Regions from separate parts of the Macaca mulatta genome. Here region 2 is linked to region 1. The links are chromatin contacts, called in public Hi-C maps. All regions are on one chromosome and are shown on one strand. The core of a region is the stretch at or near the end of the contact, and the rest is flanking DNA. Distances in the headings are between cores, read along the strand shown.

What was found. A called contact is a pair of places that touch in the nucleus more often than the background predicts.
Region 2: a contact with region 1 is called in a Hi-C map of fibroblasts, with 1.9 times the contacts expected there. The contact joins two enhancer-like sites. A contact is called at or near these places in 2 of 14 Hi-C or Micro-C datasets (fibroblasts and liver).

What each region holds. Positions count from the first base shown.
Region 1 is chr13:8,757,677-8,764,144 of T2T-MMU8v2.0, forward strand. No RefSeq gene overlaps it. Among named protein-coding and RNA genes, the nearest start is that of PDCL3, 45 kb to the left of the region's middle. Within about 2 kb of position 3,360, at least 6 of the 40 cell types and tissues checked have an H3K27ac peak or open chromatin away from gene starts, as enhancers often do.
Region 2 is chr13:8,881,857-8,888,324 of T2T-MMU8v2.0, forward strand. No RefSeq gene overlaps it. Among named protein-coding and RNA genes, the nearest start is that of NPAS2, 85 kb to the right of the region's middle. Within about 2 kb of position 2,320, at least 2 of the 40 cell types and tissues checked have an H3K27ac peak or open chromatin away from gene starts, as enhancers often do.

The DNA of each region.
Region 1 (6,468 bases), core at 2,110-4,609:
TCCCAGGAAAGTCAGCCTGAAGGCTGGCCCAGATTTTGTTCTTGTTGAGGACGGAGCTTTTACAACTTGTCCAGAGGCTTTGGCAGAGGTTTGCGTGTCTTTTGAAGAATTACCTGTTCTTTATCCATTTGTTAACATTGAGGCATTCCTGCATATTAAAGACCCTTAACACTTTGCTGTCTGTTTACTGTTATTTTTCCTTCATTTATCTTTGTTTTGAACTAGTTTTTGTTTTGTCTTATTTGCCTGAGTTTCTGATGTTTATTTCATTTGCCTAAGTTTCCTTGACTTCTCCCTACAATGCTGTAATATTAATGCTTGTGCTGACTCTATGGTTTCTGTGTATCGTCTGGATATTTGTTGCAGTTTAAAGTTCAGATTTCTTTTTCTTTTTATTTTTTTGAGATGGAGTTTTGCTCTTGTTGCCCAGGCTGGAGTTCAATGGCATGATCTCGGCTCACCACAACCTTTGCCTCCCGGGTTCAAGCGATTCTCTTGCCTCAGCCTCCCGAGTGGCTGGGATTACAGGCATGCGCCACCACGACCAGCTAATTTTTTTTATTTTTAGTAGAGACAGGGTTTCTCCATGTTGCTCAGGCTGGTCTGGAACTCCTGACCTCAAGTGATCCACCCACCTTGGCCTCCCAAAGTGCTGGGATTACAGGCGTGAGCCACCAGGCCCAGCCTAAAGTTCAAATTTCTAAGTTTTCATACCATCAGTATGACTACAACGATTACCTTGTTTGCCCTGGCCGCTGTTTCCTAACAGAGGAGGGCTGAGAGCAGGTTTGAGGCAGGGAGGCAGTTGGCCTGTTCAGGTAGGGGCCTGGAAGACAGCGCTGGGTTGGACCAGAGTCCTGGTCAGGAGCTGAGACCAGGTAACCCCCAGTGGCAGTGGGACTTACCCAGGGGCCTAGTCTGCACCCTGACTGATAGAACTCTCACACAGGTCCTTTGGGGCCCTGTTGATCAGGGCAAAGCTGTGGGAGGCAGGCTGTGGCTGGAGGTGGCAGGTATGGGGGTCCCAGTGTACATGGTGTCAGACTGGCCCATCTCACTGCCCCTGTGCCATTAGGACTGGCAGCCAGACCACCCTCAGCTTGACCCTTAGCTCCTGCCACCTGTCTTTGAGCACCAAGCTCTCAAGAGGCACATATGTACGGTTGCTTCTTAATCTCAGTAGTTATTGCAAAAAAACTAAATTATTCCTGTGATTCTTTTTGAATTTTCAATTAAAAAACCCCTCATTCGTAGTTAATATCCAGGATTCATGGTCCAGTGGGTCTTGAGTGAATGGTAATGGTATGATTCTAGAGACACCCGCAGGTGGCCCAGCCAGGCTGAGCTTCCATCATCTTCTGAAAGATGTTTCTCTCAATCCCACTTCCGATGGCAGAGGAAGTTTCCCAAACCAACTTCTCTCAAGAAAGTCAGGAAGATAGGACAGAATTTCCTCTCATTTTGCTGGAGATAATGGGGCTTTGAGGTCACTGACTCTTGAAATCTTCCTCCATCCAGATTTTTTGTTTTTCGTCAGCATAAGTACCTGGGACCTTACATGTAGCCCCTGCGTCATTTCAGAAATGACCTCCAGTGCCCAGGCTCTGATGCCCAACAGACCTGAACTTACATCCCAAGCTGAGCAAACAGCTTTTGCTCTCCAGGCCTTCATTTCTCCACAGCAGGAATGATAATACTGTGCACCTTCTAAGTACCCACAAGCACAAGAGACAATGAATGGAAAGTGCTTCAGAGCCCTGTGCTCGGGTGGTGCTGGCCGTAGCTGGACTGCGGGGATAGACGTTGAGTGTCCAGGTTCTAGCATCATGGAACAGAATCCGGCCGGTTGGGAAATCCTGCCTACAAGTATACCTCCATTAATTAGTGTCTTTTCCATGAACATTTTTATTAAAAAAAAGAAGAAAAGCTTCTCAACCCAAGGGCATGTTCAGATTTGTTGAAAGTAGTTGTAAGGCTGTTTCATTATTCACTCTACTTTTCATATGTTTGAAATACTTTGTAAGAATAAATACAATAATATCAGGCTGTGTGCGGTGGCTCATGCCTGTAATCCCAGCACTTTGGGATGCTGAGATGGGTGGATCACCAGGCTAGCCAACATTGTGAAAGCCTGTCTCTACTAAAAATACAAAAAAATAACTGGCATGGTGGTGCACGCCTGTAATTCCAGCTACTGGGGAGGCTGAGGCACAAAAATTACTTGAGCTGGGGAGGCAGAAGTTGCAGTGAGGTGAGATTGTGTCACTGCACTCCATCCAGCCTGGGTGACAGAGTGACAGAGTGAGACCTTGTCTCAAAGAAAAAAAGAAGAAGAAGGAGGAGGAGGAGGAAGAGGAGGAGGAGAAGAAGAAGAAGAAGAAGAAGAAGAAGAAGAAGAAGAAGAAGAAGAAGAAGAAGAAGAAGAAGAGGAAATAACGATATCAGCTTAAAACAAAAGAATTCATTTGAAATTTGCCAGTCTTTTAAATTTTGTTTTCTTTTTAAAAAATATTTGTTTTTGAGAGTCTCACTATGTTGCCCAGGCAGTTCTGAAACTCCTGGGCTCAGGTTCCTCCCATCTCAGCCTCTGGAGTATCTGGGATTACAGGCACATCCCACTGCACCCAGCTTTCTTTTCTTATAAGTTCAATGAAACCGAATTGTATGCTTTTGCTTTTCAAAACGCTGTGCACAAAAATGCCATTTTATATATTAAAAATTATTTCCCTAAATCTATTCTTTTGCATATAGGTTTGGTGAACCTCTGGAATGATACTCCCAAAATATTACTTTTTAAGAAATTATTTTTGGGTGGTAGCCTATTGGGTAAATTTTTCCTGAACACTCTATTTTGTATTCTTTTCATTATTTGGATAATTTTACAGAAGCAATAGTTATATTCTGTGAACACAGAGGGAGAAAGAGAAATAATAAAATTCTTTCCCCTCTCAGAGGCCCACTGGGCCGCATGCATCAAGAGTTTGGGGGCAGTGAGGTCCCGGGGTCGGTGGAAGGAGGGGACAGGGAGCCACAGGGTGGGTGCTGAGGTGGACACGGCCTTGGGGAGCACGCTGCCTAGCCAGTCCATGCCCCTGTCACAACCTTTGCCCCCAGCGCGCGGGCCTCCAGGTCTGGAATCATCCTCCACTAACCCGACACCTGCAGGCCGAGCTGTCATGCAAGGAAGCGGCCACGCAAGGGCGCGATCCAGCAGGGATCCGTGCCTGGGGTCTGTGCATCCTTCCGCAGCCAGAAGAAACCTCTTTGAGGAATGAGCTTGCAATACACCAGGGAGGGGAGCAGCGTCCCCAGAGGCTTTTCCATGCACCCTCTTTCTGAGCAGCTCCGGGTCAGCTCCCACACAAATTGCTCATAACTCATTAGTCACCCTTAATCTCTCCAACAATGACATCCTGTACTTAGGCGGTGTCTTAACCCCCTGAAAATGCCTTCGTGGCAACGTCTCTGTGGCGTAAGCGTGTCCCATTTTGCAAGGGAGGGAATTAAATTTCAGAGAAGTTAAGCGATCCAGGGAATTTCAGTAGCAGAAATAAGTCTAGAACAGAGATTACCCAACTTGACTCAAACAAATGGCAAAACGTTTGTCATGAGGAATTTAATTCTTTAAACCATTTCCTTGCTTTATCTTCTTGCTTGGAATATTCATTGCCTGTGTGCCCACTAAAACCTGCCTTCTCTGAGACCACGTTCTTTATGCCAGTCTTATCTCCCGTGCCTCCTGGGCTTAGGAATCGGATGAGCCTGATTGTGGATCTGGGTCCTGCCCCCTGACTGTGTGGGGTTACCTGGATTTCCTGAACTTCAGTCTCCCCTCATGGAAAATGGGGATGGTATGCCTTCCTAGGTGAAGGTGATCTCAATATAATTACCAGCTGGCGACTATACAGGCAGTCGCCAATCAGCCTGTGGGACACACGGGTGGCTGGATCAGTCTGGCAGGAGCAGGTGGAGAGAATTACCAGGGGATGTGCTGACCCCATGAGGACCCAGGTCCGCACTGCTCAAGACTTCACCTGCCACTTGGCATTAAAGCCTCTTTACCCTTGTCTCCCCAACGGACAATACATTCCTAGGTGCAAGGGCCTCTGCCTTTCACCGCTGCTCTCTTGGAGATGGGCAATGTAATTTCATGTATCAGAAGACGGCTGCCAAGCACCAAGTTTTGTCTGTTCCTTCCCCTGTCTCCTAAGTTCACAAATAAGCAACAGCCCTGAGAATCCTCGTGGTGGCCTTGGAACCTTGAGCACATAAAGTATATTTGGGAGTCCGGAGGGCCTTAGCTCCCTTGTGCTGGTGGGGCCAAATGAAGTTGGGTGTGTCGTGTGTGCCCTGCCAGCACGGGCACTAGCATCCGTCTCAATGCTGGCGATTCCTGGAGCACCCGTTGTTCTCTGGATGCCCCATTTACCATGGCAACATCTCTGGGCCATTGCCCGTGTGGAGGACTTCTTTTGACCACGACTGCTAATTCTGAGTCTTGTTACCTCCATGTGTGGAGGAAGGCACAGGCCCCCCTCTACAGAGGGCAGCCCCCTCTGCCCCAGGTGGGGAGCCCAGGCTGAAAGCTCACACTGCCAAGGTGGGAGTCTTGTTTACAAAGTAAGAAAAGTGGCCGGGCACGGTGGCTCATGCCTGCAATCCCAGAACTTTGGGACGCCAAGGTGGATGGATCACCTGAGATCAGGAGTTCGAGACTGGTCTGGCCAACATGGTGAAACCCTGCCTCTATTAAAAAGACAAAAATTAGCTGGACGTGGTGGCTCATGCCTGTAATCCCAACTACCTGGGAGGCTGAGGTAGGAGAATTGCTTGAATCCGGGAGGCGGAGGTTGCAGTGAGCTGAGATCGCGCCACTGCACTCCAGCCTGAGTGACAGAGCGAGACGCTGTCTCAAAAAAAAAAAAAAAAAAAAAAAAGAAAAAGAAAAGAAAAGAAAAGAAAAGAAAAGCCCATAGGCTTTGGACACAGGGCCCCGGGGATGCCGGTTTCATCTCCACGGCAGCTCCTAGAAGATGGAAACATGTGATGAGGAGGCAGGGAAGGTGGCCGAGGTGCAGGTTCTGCTCATTCTGCAGGCATTTAGATGGCACCGAGCCACCCCTCTGGACCTGCACCCTCGAGAGGGCTGTGCTGGGAGGGAGGCTGGGGCTGGAAGCTGGGGCTCCCCACCTGGCAGTGGGAGGGTCTGGCTGAAGTCAAGACCCACTGAGGCTGTAGGGTCCTGTGCGCCAGATGGGTGGGAAAGGGGTGAGGCAGGTTAGGGTAGGAGCTTTCACCCCACAGCCAGGAAGCTCTGTGCTGGAGGACACAGATGTAGATGTGAGAGCCTGTGAATGCTGTGGTCCAGGATCCCCTAGACTCTGAGTGTCTGCCTGCTGCAGGCCCAGGGGACCAGGACAATCTTCCCTCCGGCAGGGGTTGAGGACAGAGGCTCAGAAAGGGGCAGTGGCTTGCCCAAGGTTGCACAGGTTTACCAGCACTGGAAACCAAGTCTCCTCGCCACCTTCCCAGTCACTCCCCTTTCTGTCACAGCTCCGTGCCCACTGCTTCCCACCCTGCCCCCTTTCCCGCCCGTCTCATGCCCCATGGCCTCTGTGGGTACTGCGCTGGGAGCTCAGCACTTTCTAGCCTGGGGCCAGATGGCTGCAGGGCAGGCAGTGGGTGTGGGGGCTGAGACCTGAGGTGCTGGGCACGCCAGCCCTGGGGGAAATCCTGGGACGGCCTTCCTGCAGGAAGCCCACTGCTTCTCCTGGTGGTCTTAGGATCAAACTTTCTGTAGAGGGGCTTGGGAAGCCATTGTGTGCAAACTCCCTCTCAACACATGGTAAAAAAGCAGTATGTGGCCGGGCGCGGTGGCTCACACCTGTAATCCCAGCACGTTGGGAGGATCACCTGAGACCAGCCTGATAAACATGATGAAATCCTGTCTCTACTAAAAATACAAAAATTAGCTGGGCGTGGTGGCAGGTGTCTGTAATCTCAGCTACTTAGAAGGTTAAGGCAGGATAATTGCTTGAACCTGGGAGGTGGAGGTTCCAGTGAGCCGAGATCTCACCAAGCACTCCAGCCTGGGCAACAAGAGTGAAACTTCATCTAAAAAAAAAAAAAAAAAACAAAAAACAGTCGCATGTGATCAGAGCCCAGAAGATCCATTCTGAGCGCTTCCAGCAATAAGGGGACCAGGTAAGCACCCCCAAACCAGAGCCTTCGCTTGCGAGAAACTCCCCAGGTGGAGCCTACCCCTCAATCCCTCCCACCCCCCTGCCTCCCTGTGCCTTCCCAGGAGGGGCCACATCCTCCTGAAGGCCCAGGAGTCTGAGTCCTGTCCTGGGGCTGAGATCTCAGGCACATCTCCCTGGGTCCTTGGCTCCTCGCCAGTCCCACACCTCCAAACCCACTCCATCCTCAGTTCTTCCTGCTTTAGTGCTGGTTTGTTTGTTTCCTTCT
Region 2 (6,468 bases), core at 1,070-3,569, 120 kb after region 1:
TTGACAAACTGATTTTGAAATTCATATAAAAGGCAATGAAACTAGCATAGCCAAAAGAAAATTGCCTTTGGAAGAATCCCACTATCTAATTTTAAGACTTATAAGAATCAAGACAGTGTGGTATTGGCAGAGGGAGAGACACATAGATCAACAGAACAGAATAGAAAGTACAGAAATAGACACAAATCAATTTTTTTTGTCAAATGTGCAAAGGAAATTCAATGAAGAAATGATAGTATTTTCAACAAATTGTGTTGGCATTTATACACACAAAAACATGAACCTCAACCCTGCAGCTAGCTATAACCATTTAACCAGGTTTTGGGCAGTGGGATATAAGTAATTATTTCAAGATGAAGCTGTTGAGATCCTCCCAGTTCTCCAGCTCCTCTCCTGGAGGTGGTGCTGGCGAGCTACTTTCAACCACGAGGTTGAGGACAACTGGAGCAGGAGCCTTAACCCAAAGAACAACCACATGTTGAAGAAGGCAGATATGCTGGGCCAGTTGGAAACCTTGGTGAACTCATGAGGGGGTGCTCACCTTTCTGCCCTGGGCTGTTTACGTGAGGCAAAAATAATCTTTGAACTCATGTAGGCTAATACACTTGAAGATCTCTGTTATAACGAATATACATATGCATTGCAGAAAAGTATAAAGGGTAAAATAAAAGTCATTCAGGGTCTCACTGAGACCTGTCTACCCAAGAGAGACATACTTTGATCTCACCTTGGCCCTTTCGATATGCTACTAGGGTAAACTTAAAAAAAAAAAAAAAAGTTGGCTTGGTGCAGTGGCTCACACCTGTAATCCCAGCAGTTTGGGAGGCCGAGGCGGGTGGATTACCTGAGACTGGGAGTTTGAGTCCAGCCTTGCCAACATGGAGAAACCCCGTCTCTACTAAAAATACAAAATTAGCTGGGCATGGTGGTGCATGCCTGTAGTCCCAGCTACTCGGGAGGCTGAGGCGGGAGAGTCACTTGAACCTGGGAGGTGGAGGTTGCATTGAGTCGAGATTGTGCCTTGCACTCCAACCCAGGTAACAAGAGCGAAACTATGTCTCAAAAAAAAAAAAAAAAAAAAAAAAAAAAAAAAAAAAGTCAATGAGCTTGTCTAGCATTGTGGTAGATTTCTTGAAGAATCTTGGATTTGGGGAGTAAGGTATAGGAATCTATTTCCTTTTCAGCCCTTAGATTGCAACAACTCTCCCTGGAGATTGTGCCACTAACATGACTACTCAGTGCTAGAGTCAACCAGATTTTGACTGGCTGATAGTCAAGCAGCCAATCCTTGCTAATGACACGTGCCTACACCAAATCCAACAAGAGGAATGAGTATAATACAGTAGTTAGGAGCATGGTCTTTGGAGTTGAAAAGTCATAGGTTCAAATCCTAGCTTTGTTTCTTACCACCTGTGTAACTTTGGGTGGGTGTCTGAACTTGCCTGAATTTCAATTTCCTCTTCTTTAAAATGAGAATAGATAGTACCACCTCCGTCTTAAGCTTGTTGTGAGAATTAAAATCACATAGTTTGCCTCCTCTGTCGCCCATTGTGTTCATTCATTATAGTACCCATTCAAATGAATTTATTAAATATAAATTATTCACCTAGTGTCAGCTGAAAATGATGTTATCTGCCAAAAAAAAAAAAAAGAATTAAAATTTATTTTCTGGAAAAGACTGACTACACAACTTTAGTTCAAAATCCTAAATTTAGAGAGTTGACAACAAGATGAGCCAGGATAAGCTGACCTTTCCTGGTTGGTCTGCTGCAAGCACAGGATGGTGAGGGTTTGGGGTCACGAGGGTTTGGGGACTGTCATATTTTTAACAGAGCCCTTCATGGAGCTGAGTCTTTCCCCACATAAGCTCCTGCACTGGCATTCATTTAGTATAAGTGCTGAAAGCTCTCAGAAGAGCAGCAAAGACCTTGCTCTGGAAGGTCACTGGCCCCGTCACTTCAACATTCCTTTGCAGAAAAATTATAAGTGAGTCATCGAAGACACTGAATCACATGGAAGAGACTTTCAAATAATTTGCACATTGAATAAAAAAACGCTGCCTTTACCTCATCCCCAGGATGAATTTTCTGGGCCCATCACTTTAAAGTGCATTGATAGAAATTATCAGAACTCAAATCATCAGGCAATTGTTAATTTCATTCAAATCCGAAGGTCAGTGGCACAATAGGGCTTGGCATGGGTTCTTGTGCTTCTTTCACGTGGCTCAGATTTCCGCATCATTCACAGCAGTTAGTGAAGCAGCTCTGCTGCAAGGAGGGAACGGGGTGGGGGCGAAGCGGGGGGAGCTGCCAGCTGTGGCATTGTGTGGACCAGGAGATATTTCCAATTAGGCGAGAGTGGGAGGTTGCCTCAAGAGAGATAGGAAGATGACTACTCCCATGCACTACAAAAGGGAAGAGAGTTTGACTCTCTAGGGAGAGTTCGCAGTTGAGAAATGGCTGCATTTCCATTCAGTTGCCTGACTCCCTGCAAAGGGTCAGAATACAGAACTTTTCTTCCCTGTGGCTGAGCTGAGGCTGAGCTGAAGCTGAGCACGGTGAGATCACAGTGGACGCTGCAGTTCCCAGAGCCCCCCGGCTGCTGCCTATCTCTGTACCTTTGCAGAGTCTCTCCCCCTGCCCTGGATGGGACCAACAGCGGATTAGACACTGCAGAAGAAGACGTGTGAACCTGAAGGTGAAGATGTAGCAAAAAACAAAACAAATTAAAAAAACAAAAAACTACCCAAAATACAGAACAGAAAGAGAAAAAAACTTTTTGAAATGAACAAAATATCAGTGACTTGTAAGACAAATCAGGCAGTCTAATAAATACACAGTTGGAATTCCAAAAAAGGGGAAGACGTAGAGGGGAAAATACATGAAGAAACAATTTTTTCCAAATTTTGCAAAAACTATAAATCTTGAGATGTATGAAGATCAACAAAGCCCAGGAGGATAAACACAAAGAACACTACACCAGGTGAACGTCATCATCAAATCCCCAAAACCGAGTCCTGGAAAGATTATCTTAGGGACAACCAGACAAAAAAATGACACTTTACACACAAAGAAACAAAGACAGGAATTGCAGTAAATGCTTAGTAAGAAATTATCAAAAACACAAGAGACCGGAACAAAGTATTTTAAGATGACAAAAAAGAGTCACCCTAGAATTATACACCCAGTAAATATCTTCTAAATGAAAAAAAAAATTGAAGGCTTTCAGACAAAAAAAAAAAAAAAGAGGCTAAGATAATTCTTCATCAGTAGACCTGCACCATGAGAAGTGGTAAATGAAGTCCTTCAAGGTGAAGGAAAATGATACCAGATGGGAACTTGGGTCTACACAAAGAAGCGAGAAGCAACAGAAAATTTAAATACGTGATAAATAAAAATACTCTGGACTGGACACCATGGTTCACGCCTGTAATCCCAGCACTTTGGGAGGCCAAGGAAGGAGGATTCCTCTAGCCCAGGAGTTCGAGACCAGCCTGGGCAACATAGGGAGATCCAATCGCTATAAAAAATAAAAATACTTTTTTCTTATTATAATTTTTTAAAATTCCTTAAAAGGTAATTGTTTAAAGCAAAAATAACAGCATATTGTGAGGTTTATGACAAAAGTGGAAGTAAATACATAATAATAACAGAAAAGATGTGGAGAAGGGAAGTATATTACAAGGTCCTTATATGTGAGGAAGTAAAATAGCTCCTTTTTTTTTTTTTTTTTTTTGAAACAAGGTCTCACTGTGTCACCCAGGCTGGAGTGCAATGGCACAATGACAGCTTACTGCAGCCTCAAACTCTGGAGCTCAAGAGATCCTCCCACCTTGGTCTCCCAAAGCACTGGGATTACAGGGGTAAGCCACCAGGCCTGGCCGATATGATATTAATTAAAGGTAGACTTTGATAATTAAAGAAGAATATGATAAATCCTAGAACAACACACAAAAACAAAATGAAAGATATAGCTAATAAGCCGATGGTAAAATAATGAAATAAATTCAATACAAAATCAGGAGGGAAAGAGAAAAACAAGTAAAGAAGAGATGAAAAATATTTTTAAAAATTAAAAACAAATAAGATGGTAAAATTAAACCCCAAATCACATCAATAATTATATTAAATATAGTCAACCTATTCTGTCTAGTACACAAACCACTAGCCACGTGGGGCTATTGAAGTTAAGTCAAGGCTGGGCGCAATGGCTCACGTCTGTAATCCCAGCATTTGGGGAGGCCAAAGCAGACAGATGGCTTGAGCCCAGGAGTTCAAGACCAGCCCAGACTCTACAAAAAAACATTAAAATATTAGCTGGGCACAGTGGCGTGCACCTGTAATCCCAGCTATGCTTGAGCTTGGGTTGGTGAGGCTCCAATGAGTCAATTCACACCACTGCACTGCAACCTGCATGACAGAGTGAGACCCTGTCAAAAAAAAAAAGAAAGAAAAAAGAAATTAACTTAAACGTTAATAAAATCAGTTTAGTTCCTCAATCACAGTGGCCATATTTCAAGTGCTCAGTAGCCATCTGGTTAGTGGGTAGCATATTAGATGGAACATTTATAACGTTTTCATTATCACAGAAAGGTCTATTGAAAAGGGTTTGTCTAAGTATTCCAATTAAAAGCAAAGATTATAAGACTGAGTAAAAAAGCAAGAACTATTATTCAAGGGAACACACACACAGAGATCAAAAGTTAAAGAATATAGAAAAGCTGTACCATGTAAACACTATTCATAAGAAAGCTGGAGTAGTTCTATTCATGTCAGACAAAGACATTTTCAGACTTTCAAACAAGGCATAAACCAAGAATAAAGAGGAATATTTCAAAAATGATAAACAGATCAATTTAGCAAGAATACTTAACAACACTAAAAATGTTTGTACCCAATAGCAGAAATTCAAAACCCATGAAACACTGCACAGGATTTTCCTTCCTGCATGAAACAACATAAAAAACTAGACAAAATATGTGAAACAATGGTTTTCGAGACATTGGATTGGGCAACAAACGACAACAATCCTTGAGAGACAGGAAACCAATGAGGCGAGTCCTATAATTGCCTGTCTTACTGCCTGAAGAGGGTCTCCAGGCCCTGGTGCAGGGATGGGGCACATAGCTAGAACCCAATGGATTCCCTGAGTGGAAGAGATGGAGCTGATGGCCCAGGGAGAGGACAGAGGCGAGAGATTACAGGGCAGACTGCCAGAGAGGAGAGAGCTGCAGAGAGGACTCTGGAGGTCTGCAGGCTCCTCATCAACTACTGGTGAGGCTAGAGAAGGAATAGCCCAAAAAGATGAGGGGGAACATTACCTGGAGCTCACACCAGGCCAGAAATGGTGCTTATTCTAACCAGCCAGACAGAAAAACCTCAAATGAGAGAGGTGTTGGAGAGAACACTTGGAAGGGTCTTGTCTACACGGTGGGTAAAAAGTAGCCCTAAAATGGTTTCACAGGGCTAGATATATGTCAAAATGTATCAGTATTAGATGTATTAGAAAAGAGGTAAGAAAATATATGAACAACTTTATGCTAATAAATTCAACAGTATAAATAAAATGGAAAAATTCCTTGAAAAACACAAGTACCAAAATTGTCTCAAGAAAAAAAATAGACAATCGAAGAATTCTATGTCTATGTAAGCAATTGAATTCATAATTACAACATTCTCACAAAGAAAATCACAAGCACAGATGACTTTACTGGCAGATTTTCTGAAAGATTTAAAGAAGAAACACCAGTCCTACTCAAACCCTTTCAGAAATTGGGGGAAGGAACAGGTCCCAATTAATTCATGGAATCAGCCTTCTTACTTTGATACCAAAACGAGACAAAGACATTATTAGAAAAGGAAATCACAGACAAATATCCCTCGTGAACATAGATTCAAAAATTCTAAGAGAATTTTAGAAAATTCCAGGAATATATGAAAATTATAATACTTGGGTTTCATCCCAGGAATTCAATATTTAACACTGGAAAATTATCAGTGTAAATTCACCATATTAACAAAATTAAAGCAAAACCAATAGATGCAGGAAAATTATTTGACAAAATTAAAAATCCAGTTAAGAAAAAACTCTCAGGAAACTAGGAATAGAAGACAACTTTCTCAACCTGATTAAAGGCATCTCTGAAAAACCTACAACCATCGTAGCAAGAGGAATGATGAATTCCCTCCCTCCTAAGCGCAGCAACCAGGCAGTATGTCTACTTTTAGGGGTTTATGCAGCATCATACTAGACGCCAGAGTCAGTGTATTAAGACAAAGAATAAAAGATATAAAAGGCGTACAGATTGGAAAGGAAGAAGTATAATTGTCATTATTGAGAAACAATATATTTATATACAATGAAGATTTTTAGAATCTGCAAAAAAGCTACTAGGACTGACAAATTAAAGTGTAACAGGGTCATGGGGTAAAAATCATAGGCCAACAAACAACATGAACTGTATTTCCA